Regions from separate parts of the Mus musculus genome. Here region 1 is linked to region 2. Evidence: chromatin contacts called from public promoter capture Hi-C data. All regions are on one chromosome and are shown on one strand. The core of a region is the stretch at or near the end of the contact, and the rest is flanking DNA. Distances in the headings are between cores, read along the strand shown. Region 1 overlaps Serpinb11 (serine (or cysteine) peptidase inhibitor, clade B (ovalbumin), member 11). Region 2 holds the start of Serpinb13 (serine (or cysteine) peptidase inhibitor, clade B (ovalbumin), member 13).

Region 1 (7,330 bases), core at 2,553-5,052, 390 kb after region 2:
ATGTTGTCAGAGGGAGATAAATAAGAGCCAAAGATGACACTTAACAAGTTTGTAATGAGTCAGATGAGGGGGTAACTTATTGTTTAATTGAATGTGGTCCTTTGCTGACCTTTTGATAAGGGTATGAGCATATCACTGAAAATGTGCATCATAAAAATATCAATTCAGCTAAATATATCTCATAAATCTGATTGTTTTAATGAAGAAATTATGATTATATTTTCTATTTAGTATTAACTCTAATTCTTTAGATAAGTATTATCCCTTTGTCAGTGTGGTATTTCTCTGTGTGTGCATATGGAAACGTGTGTGTGTGCCTGTGTGTGGGTGTTTGTGTGCATGAGTGTGTATGTATAAATTTCTCTCTGAGTGTGTATGTCTGTGTGTGTGTTTGTGTTTGTATCTATCTGTAAATTCCTCTCTCTGTGTGTCTTTCTCTGCATATCTGTCTGTAAGTATCTCTCTTGGTTTGTCTCCCTCTCTCTCCCTCTCCCTGACCCTTTTTCTCTAGGTAGGGGGTCTGAATCTGTGGGATTTTCTGTGTGTGTGTGTTTCTTTGTGTCTGTGAGTTTCTCCATGTGTACTTTAACCAGGCAGTGCTCAAGTTTTAAGAAGTTGAGGTCTTTGTTATATATGTGCTCTCAAAGAGCTGACCAAGACTTTGTGTCTCTGTACAGACCTATTTCTGATACATGTTCTCCTTCTGACATTTCCCAAATAGAATCATCTCTTCTTGAATACATTTTTTAAAACCTTGAAAGGAGAAGAAACTCAGGAATCTTTTTTTGCTGCCTTTTCTCCCACAGCTACCTTTAGATTACACATTCAACTTTCCTGGAAGATGTTTCTTGTCCTAAAATATAGGCAGAAATGTACAGAGATATTCAAGGAAGCTTTCTAAAATTCTCACCTTCTTTTCAAATTCCAATGCATCATCTTCTATGAAGCTCCCGACTTTCCCTCTGCAGATCGGTTTGGCCACGATGGCTTCTACACGTGTTTTTCAGGATTCATATGTTTTTAGACTTTTAACCAGTTCATTCTTCTTTGTGCAAATTGACTGGTCAGTCTTTATTCGTCTAGATGTGAATAAATATTCAGTGTTATTTTCTCTAGTATATATTTGTTCTGGGGCAAAATGAAGACATTGATAAGTTCAAAAATTTATTATCCTTCCCCCAAGAAATGATAATTCTAGTGACAAAACCCAGTATATTCACAGGACCAAAACCTGTAATTCATCTAGACGTTATTCTCTTTATGCAAAGACAATCACCCAGATGTAGAAAAATTGTCAATAAAGACTAGAGCATAAAATTACTTGAATACAATTTTGAAACTAGAACTGTTGCAAAAGATTTGTGCTTATAGCTATAAAGGTAGTGTTCTAGCTGGTAGGTGGTGATGCATGCCTTTAATCCCAGTACTTGGGAGGCAGAGGCAGGTGAATTTCTGAGTTTGAGGCCAGCCTGGTATACAAAGTGAGTTCCAGGACAGCCAGGGCTATACAGAGAAACCCTGTCTTGATAAACAAAAACAAAACAAAAACAACAAACAAACAAGCAAACAAAAACCAAAAAAAAAAATTTAGTGTTCTAGAGAATAACTGAGATTATAGATGTCTTGAATGCTGCATTATAAACCTGTGGACACAAAGCTCATGACGTTATTATAATTATACATTTCTAACACCTTTATAAATATGAACTCAGCATTTTTGTTTCTTGTATGATGCACTGCCAGGTTCAGTGGTGAGGTCATACAAGCTGTACTGTTTATTTACTCTTATCTGTTGAAGTTAGCTGGCAATGCTGTTGCATTACTTAATAGCATGTGGCAGCGATTGGGAGAAGTGGGAGGCTCAGGAGAGATGGACCACAGCTCCATTCCCAACAGTGTGCAATCTCTCAAGCTCCCAATGCATCCTCTGCAGAACTGCAGAGGCATAGCTCGTCTTTCAAGACTAAAGACTGTGAATCCTGCACATACAGTACTTGGTGTGTATATGGACCCTGTGACCAATCACTTATTTCTCAAAGGCATTTCCAATCACTTATTTCTCAAAGGCATTTTAGTGTAGGCCTGTAAATAGGGACTATGGAGATGTTCTTCACAGCACTTCCTATGACGCTGTGATGCAGGGTGCCATTAAAGCATCAGTCCCTGGGGAGTAAATAGGGTAACATATGACAAAAATACAAGAATTCACTAGCAGAAGTGAATCCATCTGGAGCAACGTAATATTTAGTACTAAATGAAGAATAAACCACTTAACAGAAAATTGCTTATGAAAACCAAAAAAGTGTATGACCCAATAAAATAGATAGTTTACAAGAACACCTACAAAAAAAAGGGTTTTGTCTAAAGAAATTAAAAGTATGATCTGAGACTGGGGTGAAAGAGAGTGAATTAGCTTAACATGCTGAGTAAAGAGAAGAAGGACCTGTGTAGTCACAGGACTCTGGCTCCCAAGGGCAGGGGCTGATGCTTTGAGCTTTTCTACTCAGGATTATAAAGAAAGACAGTCAGAGTTTTAGAAAGTACAGAATGCAGTAAGTGACCCTACTGTGTTCTAAAGTCTTTTAAGAAGCTTCATTAATTGCAGGGTTCCTTGACTGCTTTATAATCAAAATGGCACAAATTGAAAATAAACTACATGTACTTGAAGTTACATCCTAGAATGTGATTTCATCCAGTAACTCCACCCAGTACAGAGTTGAATAGAGTATGGAGAGCGGCCAGCTTGGATGTACCTCAGTACTGGGTGGACTTTTATTATTTAGATTACCAAATAAGTGTTTTCCAAGGACACTAATTATTATTATAGGTATGATGGAGAGCTGTACTAAGATGAAGCTGAACGGCAGCATCTTGCTCTGAAGACTCGAGCTGTACAGAGACACGAGATCAGCAAAGCCCCCCCCCCGCCCCCCAATATTTTTGTTTAAAAAAAATCACAAGGAAATGGTGGACTAGCTCATGCTTGGCTCCAGTGTGCCATGCTGGGTGGTGTCAGAGCTACTGCACAGCATCCAGTGCATGGGAATGGGTTTAGTGACCATTGTTATTTGCAGGATGGGGTGATGATCATCACCAGCACCGTGTAAATGCCATGGTTCATTGTTTTGAAAGTCCACAGATGACACATTTCCTTTTGCTTCTCAGTTGCCTGACAGCATTCGGTTGAGCCACAGGCTCCCCTCCCTCTCTCAGACCTGAGGACCATGTGCCCTCGGCTCTTTATGACAGTGAGAACACAGAGCACTGAGCATGACACACATTCCTAAATCAGTGACACACATGGTCACACCCCAGAGAGTACACCTCCAGTGAGCTCAGGTCAAATGGGCATGGCTGAAAACACACATTAGTGACTACAGTCAATGGACAGAAGCAGGGAGGGCTAGATGGTTTGCTATACTGTCCTTGGGAACATGTGTTTAGTCTAGCATTCTAAAAACGCGTGGAGCTATATGTAAGAGAGAAGAGGTAAAAGAATGAAGTGTTTTCAGATCTGGGACGGTCTAACTAAAATGCATAGATGCATTAGAAAACTATGAATTTTCTTAAGTGGGCCTGCTCGTCTTAGAGGCCAAGGAGGCATAAACAGATCTTCTGAAGTAAGCAGTGATGCTTCTAGCTGCAAGTAGCAACAGAAGACTAAACTAAAACGTTTCATTTACAAAGCAAGAAAAGCTGTCAGAAGACATGACAAGAAATGCCAAAGTAGGGTAGATCCAAGCCAGTTAATCCACCCACACAGCTGTGAGTCATTAGGGACTCCAATTCCCTGAGTCTTTCTCCACTGGCATGCTGGGCTCTCTCTTTGACCTCATGCGCATGCAAAGCTCCTCGAATGGTACCCACATGTAGACAGCATAGCTCTGAAAAAGGAGATTCTCCGACGGGCTTATTGACCTTTTCCAGGGAAAAGGTTTCTTTAGCAAGGATTGCAGAAGTTCCTAGGTCCTAAGCCGCTCACTGACAAGTACTGCTGCATTGTTTTAATTGGTTTAGGCAATTAAGACTTGAGATCAGGAAGCTTAAGGTCTTCTCCTAAGCATACACTGAGTCTGTATCACAGCTCATCTTCTTGCTGACTGCTGCGTAATTAACATTTAAAATGTGCTGTCCAGAAAGCAGGGGAGAGGAGGCTGAACAGTAAGCAGAGAATCCGGGGGAAAAAATCAGAAAGGAGGGCAGGTGGGAAGAAGGTCACAGAGATGGTGTGTGTATGCTAACTTGATTACCTGGTAGCTCAGCTTCATAAGAGCTCTCGGGGCATTCTGACTTCTCAGTGGGGCAAGTTTTCTTCTAAAGGCACATCTTACTTTTCTCTATCCTCACTTTTCATGGCGTTTGGTTTCCCACTTCGTTTTCTGGATCTGTATGTTTCTTTTCCTGCATGTTGGTCTCTTTTCAACCCATTGCTTTTCTCGTGGATGTTCTGACTTCTTGCACATTCCTGGAAAACCCTCCTACTTTTCCATAGAAGGAGGCTGCGCCTCTCAGGGTACATCTGCTTCTTTCTTCTGTACTTCCACTGAAGTCTATGCGTACCTGCTTAGTGTGGTACTTACTGGATTAAAATCCCCTCTCTTCACATACTTTTATGAGGGGCATCTACATGTCCACCAAGGAGAACAAAAAGGAATCCATGATCTGATGGAGGCAGGAATCTAGGGAGTAGATCAGATAAAAAAAATGGCATGTGTAGTGAGTCAGGTGGAGTGTTCTAGGAAGAAAAAGAGCCTGAAGAGTTATGACGTAGGGATGTGGCTGAGTTTTCAATGGGAACGGCCATGGGAAGGGTTACTGATGCAGTGTATTTCTGAAAGGAAAGAGGAATGATCTGCCAGAGTGAGCCTTCTGACAACTGGGGGGAAGAACAGCTCAGAGGAGGGATAAACAATGTAGAAGGCCTGATATGGACATGCTTGGTATATTGGATGAAAGGAAAAGCTATGGTATCGAGAGTCAGTGAAGTAGGACAGAGATGAGTCTTGAGAAGGCCAGGGTCAGGTCAGGGAAGTGGCATGCTGGGTATGGTAAGGCTTTGACTTTTCTGAGAATGGCTTGGTACTGAAGATGCTGAGTTCAGAGGAGCATGGCATCTGACCTTTAAGTAACACTACTCTTGCCTCTCAAGAAAATACAAATAGGGAACATAAAAATGAAGGAGGTAACCAGGTATGCAAAGTGTTGCAATATTGTTGGGATGGAAGAGGAAAGCTTTGTCTAAAGTGGTAAAATCAGAAAGAGTGACAGCATTTTTAAAAGTAGAGGACATAAGGTATTTTTATAGACTGAAGGTGAACAAGAATGAGAAAGTATTAAAGGATAATATCCAGGTTATTAGCCTGTAAGTTGGAAAAGTGGAACTATGAGTTCTGCAAATGAGGGAAGATGTGATGGAACAGGCAAGGTGGAGTGCTGGGGAGCCAAGGGTTTGCTCTCCCTCATGTCAGATCTGAAGGAACCCTCAGGCATGTAAGTGAAGAGTCAAGTGTGAATTTGGATATATGGGTCTAGAATGGAGGAGCAGCATACATTCAAAACAAAGTCAGCATCGTTCTTGCTGGAACCAAACATCTGGGGAAATGAAAAGGTAAGAAGAGGTTCCACTTAGCTTGTAGTTTCAGAAAGCTCAGTCTAACATAGTGAAGGAATTATGGAATAGAACAAATTATAGAGGGAACAAAGATGAGTAGGAAAGGGAGAGAGCAAGGGAGAGAGAGAGGGAGAGGGAGAGGGAAAGAGAGAGGGACAGGGACAGGAATAGGGACAGGGAAAGGGAGATAGGGAGACGGGATAGACAGGGATAGGGACAGGAGTAGGGAGATGGCAAGAAAACGAATAGCTCCAAGTATGTAAACCTAGTGAGGTCATTCCTTCAGACAGGTTCTACCTAATGTTCCCAGAACTTCTCAAAATAGTTTCATCAGCTTGAGGCCAGCTATTCAGTTCATGAGCCTATGGGGCACATTTTATACTCGATTTCCAGCAAGGAACTATCAGAGTTTTGGTGATAAGTGAACCTGAGTTGGGATGAGGTCACCTGAGGTGTGGGTATACAAGCAGATAACTCTCAGGTCTGAAGCTTGATGATTTATGATGAGCAGTTGCCAGCAATGGAGAAAGACTCTGAATGTGAGAGTAAGGGGTTACTCAGGAGGCAGGCAGTGGAGTAAGAGACTGACTACCAGGAAGACAAAGCAAAGAAGTGTTTGCTGGCAATGGACCCTATGAAGAATGAAGTCTCCTTGTTTCCAGGAACTACTTTTTTAAATTTTATGTTTTTTTTTATCTTTTTTATTGGATATTTTATGAACTTACATTTCAAATGTTATCCCCTTTCCTGGTTTCCCCTCCAGAACCCCCTCTTCCTTCCTTCCTTCCCCTGCTTCTATAAGAATGCTCCTCCTCTCACCCACCCACTCCCATGTCACTGCCCTGATATTCCCCTACACTGGGGAATCGAGCCTTCATAGAACCAAGGGCTTCTCCTCCAATGGCTGCCAGCCAGGAACTACTCTTGAAGTTTGCTGTTTCTATGGCTAGCTCTTCACTCTCGCTGGTGCTCCATCAGTGTCTGTAGGACTAGACTTTCTTTCCCAATATGCTGTTTCCCTAACATACTGCACACTGCAGCACCAACCTTCTTTTTCTCAGGTTTTCCCTTTTCTGTTCCTCCCCTGATATGGCTCTGACTGGGTCACCTTCTAGCTTTACTTCACAGTCTTGGAAGAGTGCCAAGAAGGGGATAAAACTGTGTCAGGTGTCAGGTTGTTTGTGGGAAACTGCATAGAGAGCTGCTACCCTCCTCCTGTGAGGTTCTGAACAGGAGCAGTCTGGTGGGAAAACAACTGTTTGTCTGAGTCTGTGAAGCATAAGCATTTTGGCACACACATCCCAGGGCAAGGGGTATTTTACAGCATAGAAAGTACGCACACAAGGACTGAAATATTTTTGCTCTACTTGTAGGCATTGTTTGGGATAAGAATGGATCCCATCACCACAGCGAGTACTGAATTTTGCCTTGATGTGTTCAAAGAGCTGAGCAGTAACAACGTGGGAGAAAACATCTTCTTTTCTCCGCTGACTACGTTTTATGCTCTAAGCATGCTTCTCCTGGGTACCAGGGGAAAGAGTGCTGAGCAAATGGAAAAGGTAATATGAAGCAGAACTCCCCCAGAAACCAGACATCTCCCATGTGCTCTTTCTTGTCTGACAAACTTCAGCTATTTTCATCTAAAAAGATATTGTGTAATGAAAAGGCATACTTAGGCAAGTCATATTTATTAGAAAGGCAAAAGTTTTAAATAAAAGA
Region 2 (7,162 bases), core at 3,225-5,724:
AAGCCACAATCACTCTGATACCTAAACCACAGAAAGACCCAACAAAGATAGAGAACTTTAGACCAATTTCCCTTATGAATATCGATGCAAAAATACTCAATAAAATTCTCACTAACCAAATTCAAGAACACATCAAAACAATCATCCACCCTGACCAAGTAGGTTTCATTCCAGGGATGCAAGGATGGTTTAATATATGGAAATCCATCAAGGTAATCTACTATATAAACAAACTCAGAGAACAACCACATGATCATCTCGTTAGATGTGGAGAAAGCATTTGACAAATCCAATACCCATTCATGATAAAAGTCTTGGAAAGATCAGGAATTTGAGGCCCATACCTAAACGTGATAAAAGCAATCTACAGCAAACCTGTAGCCAACATCAAAGTAAATGGTGAGAAGCTGGAAGCAATCCCACTAAAATCAGGGACTAGACAAGGCTGCCTACTTTCTCCATACCTATTCAACATAGTATTTAAAGTCCTAGCCAGAGCAATTCGACAACAAAAGGAGATCAAGGGGATACAAATTCGAAAGGAAGAAGTCAAAGTATCACTTTTTGCAGATGATATGATAGTATATATAAGTGACCCTAAAAATTCCACAAGAGAACTCCTAAACCTGATAAACAGCTTAAGTGAAGTAGCTGGATATAAAACTAACTCAAATAAGTCAATGGCCTTTCTCTACACAAAGGATAAACAGGCTGAGTAAGAAATTAGGGAAATACCACCCTACACAATAGTCACAAATAATAGAAAATACCTTGGTGTGACTCTAACTAAATAAGTGAAAAATCTGTATGATAAGAACTTCAAGTCTTTGAAGAAAGAATTTAAAGAAGATCTTAGAGTTACAGAGGCAAAGTTTGGAGCTGAGATGAAAGGATGGACCATCTAGAGACTGCCATACCCGGGGATCCATCCCATAACCAGCCTCCAAACGCTGACACCATTGCATACACTAGTAAAATTTTTCTGAAAGGACCCAGATATAGCTGTCTCTTGTGAGGCTATGCCAGGGCCTAGCAAACACAGAAGTGGATGCTCACAGACAGCTATTGGATGGATCACAGGGCCCCCAATGGAGGATCTAGAGGAAGCACCCAAGGAGCTAAAGGGGTCTGCAACCCTATAGGTTGAACAACAATGTGAACTAACCAGTACCCGCCCCCCCCCCCCCCCCCGAGCTCGTGTCTCTAGCTGCATATGTATCAGAAGATGGCCTAGTTGGCCCACATTGGAAAGAGAGGCTTATTGGTCTTGCAAACTATATACCTCAGTACCGGTGAACCCCAGGGCCAAGAAGTGGGAGTAGGTTGGTAGGGGTGTTGGGGGAGGGCAGGGTATGGGGGACTTTTGGGATAGCATTGGAAATGTAAAGGAAGAAAATACCTAATTAAAAAATAATAATTTGCCACACACAAAAAAAGAATCACCGAAGAATTTTGTAATTTTTGCAAAAGCAATGTTGTGTTTGAAACACATGTTAAAACATGTTTGTCTTAGGTTAATTACTTAAAATCAAAGCCGAAGACACTCATTTTTGTTCCTCTAATTTTTCAGAGGGAGATTTTTTTTTTTTGAGAAATGGAAGTCAGAGCAAGGGTAATCGTTAATTAGTAGTGTGTTTTCTCTAGAGAGTTCATTCTCTAATACCACAGAGCAAGTGCAGAACCAAGGCTATGTGACAGTCAGTTGGTGAAGTGGTTTTGTTCCTTATGTAAAAATTGTTACAGTCATACATGTGTGTTACATATGTATGTATTTGATGTCATTTCACACCATTTCCTTTGGTCACTCCTCTTCTCCATTCACTAAGCCTTTCTGTTCACAGCTCTCCCTCTATATTCATGTCTTCTTTATGGGAATGTGTAGCTAGATGGAGTCATGTTAGTGCCCAGTAGTTTATGCTTGGAACAAACAAATAAACTTATCCTAAGTGTTACCATTTCATTTTTAGACTCCATTTAATCATAGGGAAAAACTAAATTCAAAGTCCTAGACCCTCGAGGAGCTGGGGACTTCCCAATAGTTGAACAGCTTCTGTTGTAACCAGTTGCCTGAGTCCAGACATCTCAGGGACAATTTGTAAGGAGATAGCTGTCTTAGTCTATCTGTCTCAGGGACAACTTCTCCATCTTATTGGCAAGGTCAAACAAATTCATGTTCCCAGGCCTAGGAATGAACCCCTATTTCACTTCTCCAAATGTTTTCTTTATTGTCTGTTAATTGGTAAAGAATATAGAAAGTGCTGGTCTCTAAGACAAGGTGCATACATTGTAAAACTACATAACTAATGCCTGCCAAGCTCTCATTAACTACATGCAACTGACCCTGTCCTTTGTCTCCTTATCCCTCTGAATTCTGGACCTAATGTCTAGGGCAATGAATTAAGGACCTTGAAACTAGGTGCCCTGGATACAGCCCAGTTTCCAACAGGTCCTCTCTTGTTTAATGCATAATGTCAACATTCAATTGGATAACACTTCACAAAATTGCCCTCTCATTTTGTGTTCCCATCTTTTAAAAATGTACAATCTCTCTTAGGGAACTGGTTCAGATCCTGAACTGGCTGCTTGCCCGAGTGCTCAGGAAATAAAGCTTTTGTGTCTGATGTGAGTTTTCTTCACCTCTACCTCAACCCAACACATACGATAGGAGCAGTTTCTGGTGAAGACAATGAGTGTGTGAGTGGACCTTTAAAGGAGAGTGAATACAGTCAGGGAATGGGAGATGCCCTCAAAATGTATATAGACTGTGAAGTGGTGGGAGCAGTTAGAAAGGCCAGAGGCCAGAGAGGCAAAAGCAGAGAAAACGTTTCTCTACAGAAGCAGAGGTTTAAGAAAATAGCTACACAGTGGGGCTGTAAGTGTAGGGGCCACAGAGAAAAGGATAAAAGTGGATAGACATATTAAGGCATATAATATTATTATAGACTCAAGGATTTTGGGCTATTAACCCCCCTAACATTACATATCTTTGACATTAGAGTTAACTATAACTAACATTTCCATATGGCAGATGTTAGGGTTAACTTTAAGTGCTGATTCTTTGAATCCTTACTCAATTTGGGTATTTCCAGTGACAATTACAAAAGAGAAGCTACTTAAATGCTGCTTTAAAATTATTTTAAAAGTTTGTATATGAGCTATGCCTTAAGGCTGCATCTCTAAGAAGAACCATCTTCAGGGTTACTGGAATTACAACGCCCTCCCAGGGGCAGCTGCTCAGCAAGGATGACTAACCACACCCTTTTTAAATACTGAAGCGGGATCCAGTCGTCAGTGTTTCTCTTGTTCTTTTGATGAACTGGTAGAGCCAGTTGGGATGTGCCAGGGTTGGCAAAAATGGAATTTGGAGGTGCAGTTTCCTATCAAGCTTTCCCTACTTTGCAAATAGTTTTCCAGAACCTCTGTTGACTATTCACGAAGTACTTAACATAGTGTCTAGTACATGGTAGACTGAATAATTATTTATTGAATACATTCTGATTGGCATCTTAATAAATGGACACAATATTTGGGATCATACATGGTTTTGTGTGTGTGTGTGTGTCTGCCTGCAAGTTTGAAGTTGCCTGTCCAGTTGTTCTTTTTTTTTCTTTCTAGTTTATGCCTAGCATAATAATGTTTGTTTATCTTCTTACTTGCATTTGGCACTACAAAATAATAAAACCAGAAGCTAGAGTTTCATATCCTGAATGGCTTGTCAGGACCCAACACTGTTGGTCTGTGGTAAATAAAGTATGCTTTCACTGATGTCTTCATTAGACTACATAAACAAGTGGCGCCGAACCTTGTCTGAGCATCCATCCTAATCACCATAGGTGATTAAAAATTCTGAAGCTGGCTCTCACTACAGAGAGGCTGACTCTGGGTTCAGGCTGGGATGTAGGTATTTTTCTCAAGTCCCTCAGAAGAGTGTGTTGTATTTCTAAGGTGCTCTAACACTTTTTGTCTTCCTGGGGCATCCCTTTTATCATTTAAGTATGAAGGGCCTCTTTTGGGTTGCTCTCCTGCCTCATGGGCTATAATTCCCTTGACCTGACCATTAAAGTTTTACCCTTTAGTACTTTGAACATCTGCTTTCAATCTTGTTTTGCTCTCTGAATGATTTGAATGTCTTTATGCTTGGTTTCCAGGCAGAATTTCTGAGGGATCTTGAAGTTACCTTCCAGTGTACTTGAAGTACATATTAAAGTTGAAAACACAGTTGCTGATAACTTTAACTACATAATTTCATCACTACACACACACACACACACACACACACACACACACACACACACACACACAAAATAAAAGAAATTAAGCTCTTAGTTTTCTCATAAACCTTGCCTGCTATTTTTATTAGGGAAACTGTTGTTGAGAAACCAGAGGCTGTTTCACTGGAAAGATAAACTGTAATGACTAGGGAGAGGCAGAGAGCACTCACTATAAATTAAAGACCTCAGCTACTCACTCTACATAGATTCCTAGTCTCTGTCCAGCCACTGCTGTCTCTTCAGAGCCAGGTAAGTTCTTCCTCAGATCCAGTTTGAGTTCTCTGCTTTGAGAATATGGCTGTTGTGGATTTGAAATAAATATATATTTTTTTGTGCATAGACTGTTCTTGAGGTTATTTTATTTCAGTGCCCAAATGATCATTGCAATTTATCTTGTTTGATAATGAGTTAAATCCTTTTATTTCTGAGTAAGGAATCCCTATAATGAACCGAGGTGGAACCTCTAACAGCAAATGCAAGATGGCGGACTTCATAGCAAGGATGAGACCTAAAGTGTGAGGGCTGTTGAGAGCTTTATGTATCTTACTCATTTTGATTTTTTTTTAAAAACCTTTATGAAATAAATGCTGAAGAAAACATAAAGCATATCCATACTCTACTTGTTTATTTGGTAGATATTAACGGTTCTTCGAAAATTATTTTTTTTTGTGATTTTAATAACAGTAAGATTAGTTCACTGAAAAAAATCCAAAACAAATTTTTAAAAAGTGTAAGAAAGGAAAACTCTTAACGTAACCCATGAGTATGGATACTCCACTGCCCTTCAGGAGAAAATTCAGACCGTATTAAACTTTTTGTGGGGTTAGGAATCAGGGATAGGGATCTAACATGTTCTCCTATATTGGATTGTATTTGGATGTCTTGAGAAATGAAAAGTGTCAGATAAGAATACAACTGTTGTATTACAATGAGTCTGGATTGGAGAATACTGCTTGAATGTAAGACCTGTGGGGATTCCCATGCTGTCAGAATCCTGCCTTCCCACAAGCTGGGCAGCTGGATAAGCTACACTTGTGCAGGGCAAAGGGTGGGTCTGCTCAGTGGAACTTCGATGATGTCTAGGACGGGATGCAGATTCTGACTACAGATAAACCAGAGGAGAAAACCATTAAGGCATTACCATACCTCCCTGGGAAAGAAGAACTGATAACCACTGGATGAAACTAGTTTATGCTTCTTATGCTGACTTACATCTTCTGTTATGGGAGCAGGACAAGGAGTGGGCAGTAGTTCTGAGGGTCAGGAATAACAGTGTTCTGGATAAATGAAGGAAAGAATAACTCGAGCATAAGGCAGCCCAGTCCAGAAGTGGTGTTGATTGTTATTGCTGTTCTAGATTACTTGGAAACAATCATGGACTCACTAGGCACAGCAGCCACACAGTTCCTGTTTGATCTTTTCAAAGAACTGAATAAAACAAATGATGGCAACGTCTTCTTTTCCCCTGTGGGCATCTCAACAGCCATTGGCATGATCATCCTGGGGACCCGAGGAGCCACTGCTTCTGAGTTACAGAAGGTGGGGAGCTTCCTTTCCTGTCCAGAAAGAGGCTTGGTTTTGAGATTTACCCTCTAGCATTGCCTTGAAAATGTGTGCAACTTGACCTGCTGATGAATGTGGAGTAATTTCAAGTCTGTCAGGGAAGGCCTCTTCCCTGTCCAGGTTCCATTTGCTCCTTGATGCTTGGCATTCCTTTAAGTAGGGGTATGATAAACAGCCTTTTTAAAAGCCATTATTCTATAGTTAAAGAGGATATGAAAGCCCAAGGTAACTTTGATTACTTATGGAATTTCTATTTGGCCTAAATGACATATCTAAGATGAAGACCCAAATGAGCCTATTACTAGGCTCCTCTGAAGATATCAGGGGGCAACATAGACATTTCTCTGGCTTTTCAAGGAGATGATGTTTCCTGTATGCCACTGAAAACACATGAATATCAGCCTTTCCTTGACCATGTGAAATTTCTATTTATTTCTGTCTAATAATAACAATATTTTCTCTCTGCTAGGTACTTTACACTGAACAAGGCACAGAAAGCTCGAGAATTAAGTCTGAAGAAGAAGAGGTGGGGCATGTGTGTTAAACACCTTCCAGTGTGATTGATTACCTTTCAGGTGTAAGAGGAGTAGGAAAAGTGTGGAAGTGGCTAGTATTGCTTACATCACACTCTCAAGTAGTAGTCACTGAAGACAAATCATATTTATAGGTATATTAGTTTATTTTTTTGCTGCTATAACAAAGTCCTAGAGGCTAAAAGTTTTATAAATAAGAGCTTGCTCAAAAGCTCCTGGATTGGGTGTTGAAAGTCCCAGATTGGGTGGCTTTTTACCTGTTTGGTTTTGTAGAGAGTCTTCTGAAGTGCACTATAATGTAACGGAATGAACTCTGGTGGTACACAGAAGGGGCTGAGCTTGTGGCTGGTCTTGCTTTATGAAATCTACTCTCAGAGAGCTAACTTCTTCTGGGAGACTTTCATTACCCTTTTTGAGGGCAGTGTCTTGGGTGACCTAATCACCAAGTCCCTTAAATGTTTCCCTCTCTTGACACCAATTATATCTAGTGCAGGCTTTTAGAACAGGAACTCAGGGGAGAAAGATCACCTCCAACCACAGCATTTGGACTGCACAAAACTAAATTTCCAATAAGAAGAAATCAAAACAGCCAGCAGTCACTATGAATACTGACACACTGAAAAGTTATAACAGCTTTGAAATTATAGAGAATTGGGTCAAGTTCTGGCTTGGGCTTGTCAGGACTGTGAGACTTTGGCAAGTAATTCACTTTCTTTAATCCTCTGTGACATTTCCAATAGAATCATCTAGATAATGCATTTAACTCACCCAGTAATGCTAATTTGAATTAATTAT

The links. Promoter capture Hi-C pulls out the DNA fragments that hold promoters and counts their contacts.
Region 1: a contact with region 2 is called in a promoter capture Hi-C map of second pharyngeal arch cranial neural crest, with 6 times the contacts expected there. The contact joins the enhancer-like site here to the promoter of Serpinb13 in region 2. A contact is called at or near these places in 6 of 39 promoter capture datasets (the C10 cell line, cranial neural crest, hippocampal neurons and 3 more).

What each region holds. Positions count from the first base shown.
Region 1 is chr1:107,362,394-107,369,723 of GRCm38.p6, forward strand. Serpinb11 (serine (or cysteine) peptidase inhibitor, clade B (ovalbumin), member 11) reads left to right here. Exons shown (of 8, transcript NM_025867.2): 2 at 6,985-7,170. The coding sequence starts at 7,003. Among named protein-coding and RNA genes, the nearest start is that of Serpinb11, 3.7 kb to the left of the region's middle. Within about 2 kb of position 3,803, at least 8 of the 459 cell types and tissues checked have an H3K27ac peak or open chromatin away from gene starts, as enhancers often do. A contact at or near this core is called in second pharyngeal arch cranial neural crest, where this site is marked.
Region 2 is chr1:106,976,510-106,983,671 of GRCm38.p6, forward strand. Serpinb13 (serine (or cysteine) peptidase inhibitor, clade B (ovalbumin), member 13) reads left to right here and starts at 4,475. Exons shown (of 8, transcript NM_172852.3): 1 at 4,475-4,520; 2 at 5,629-5,810; 3 at 6,304-6,360. The coding sequence starts at 5,646.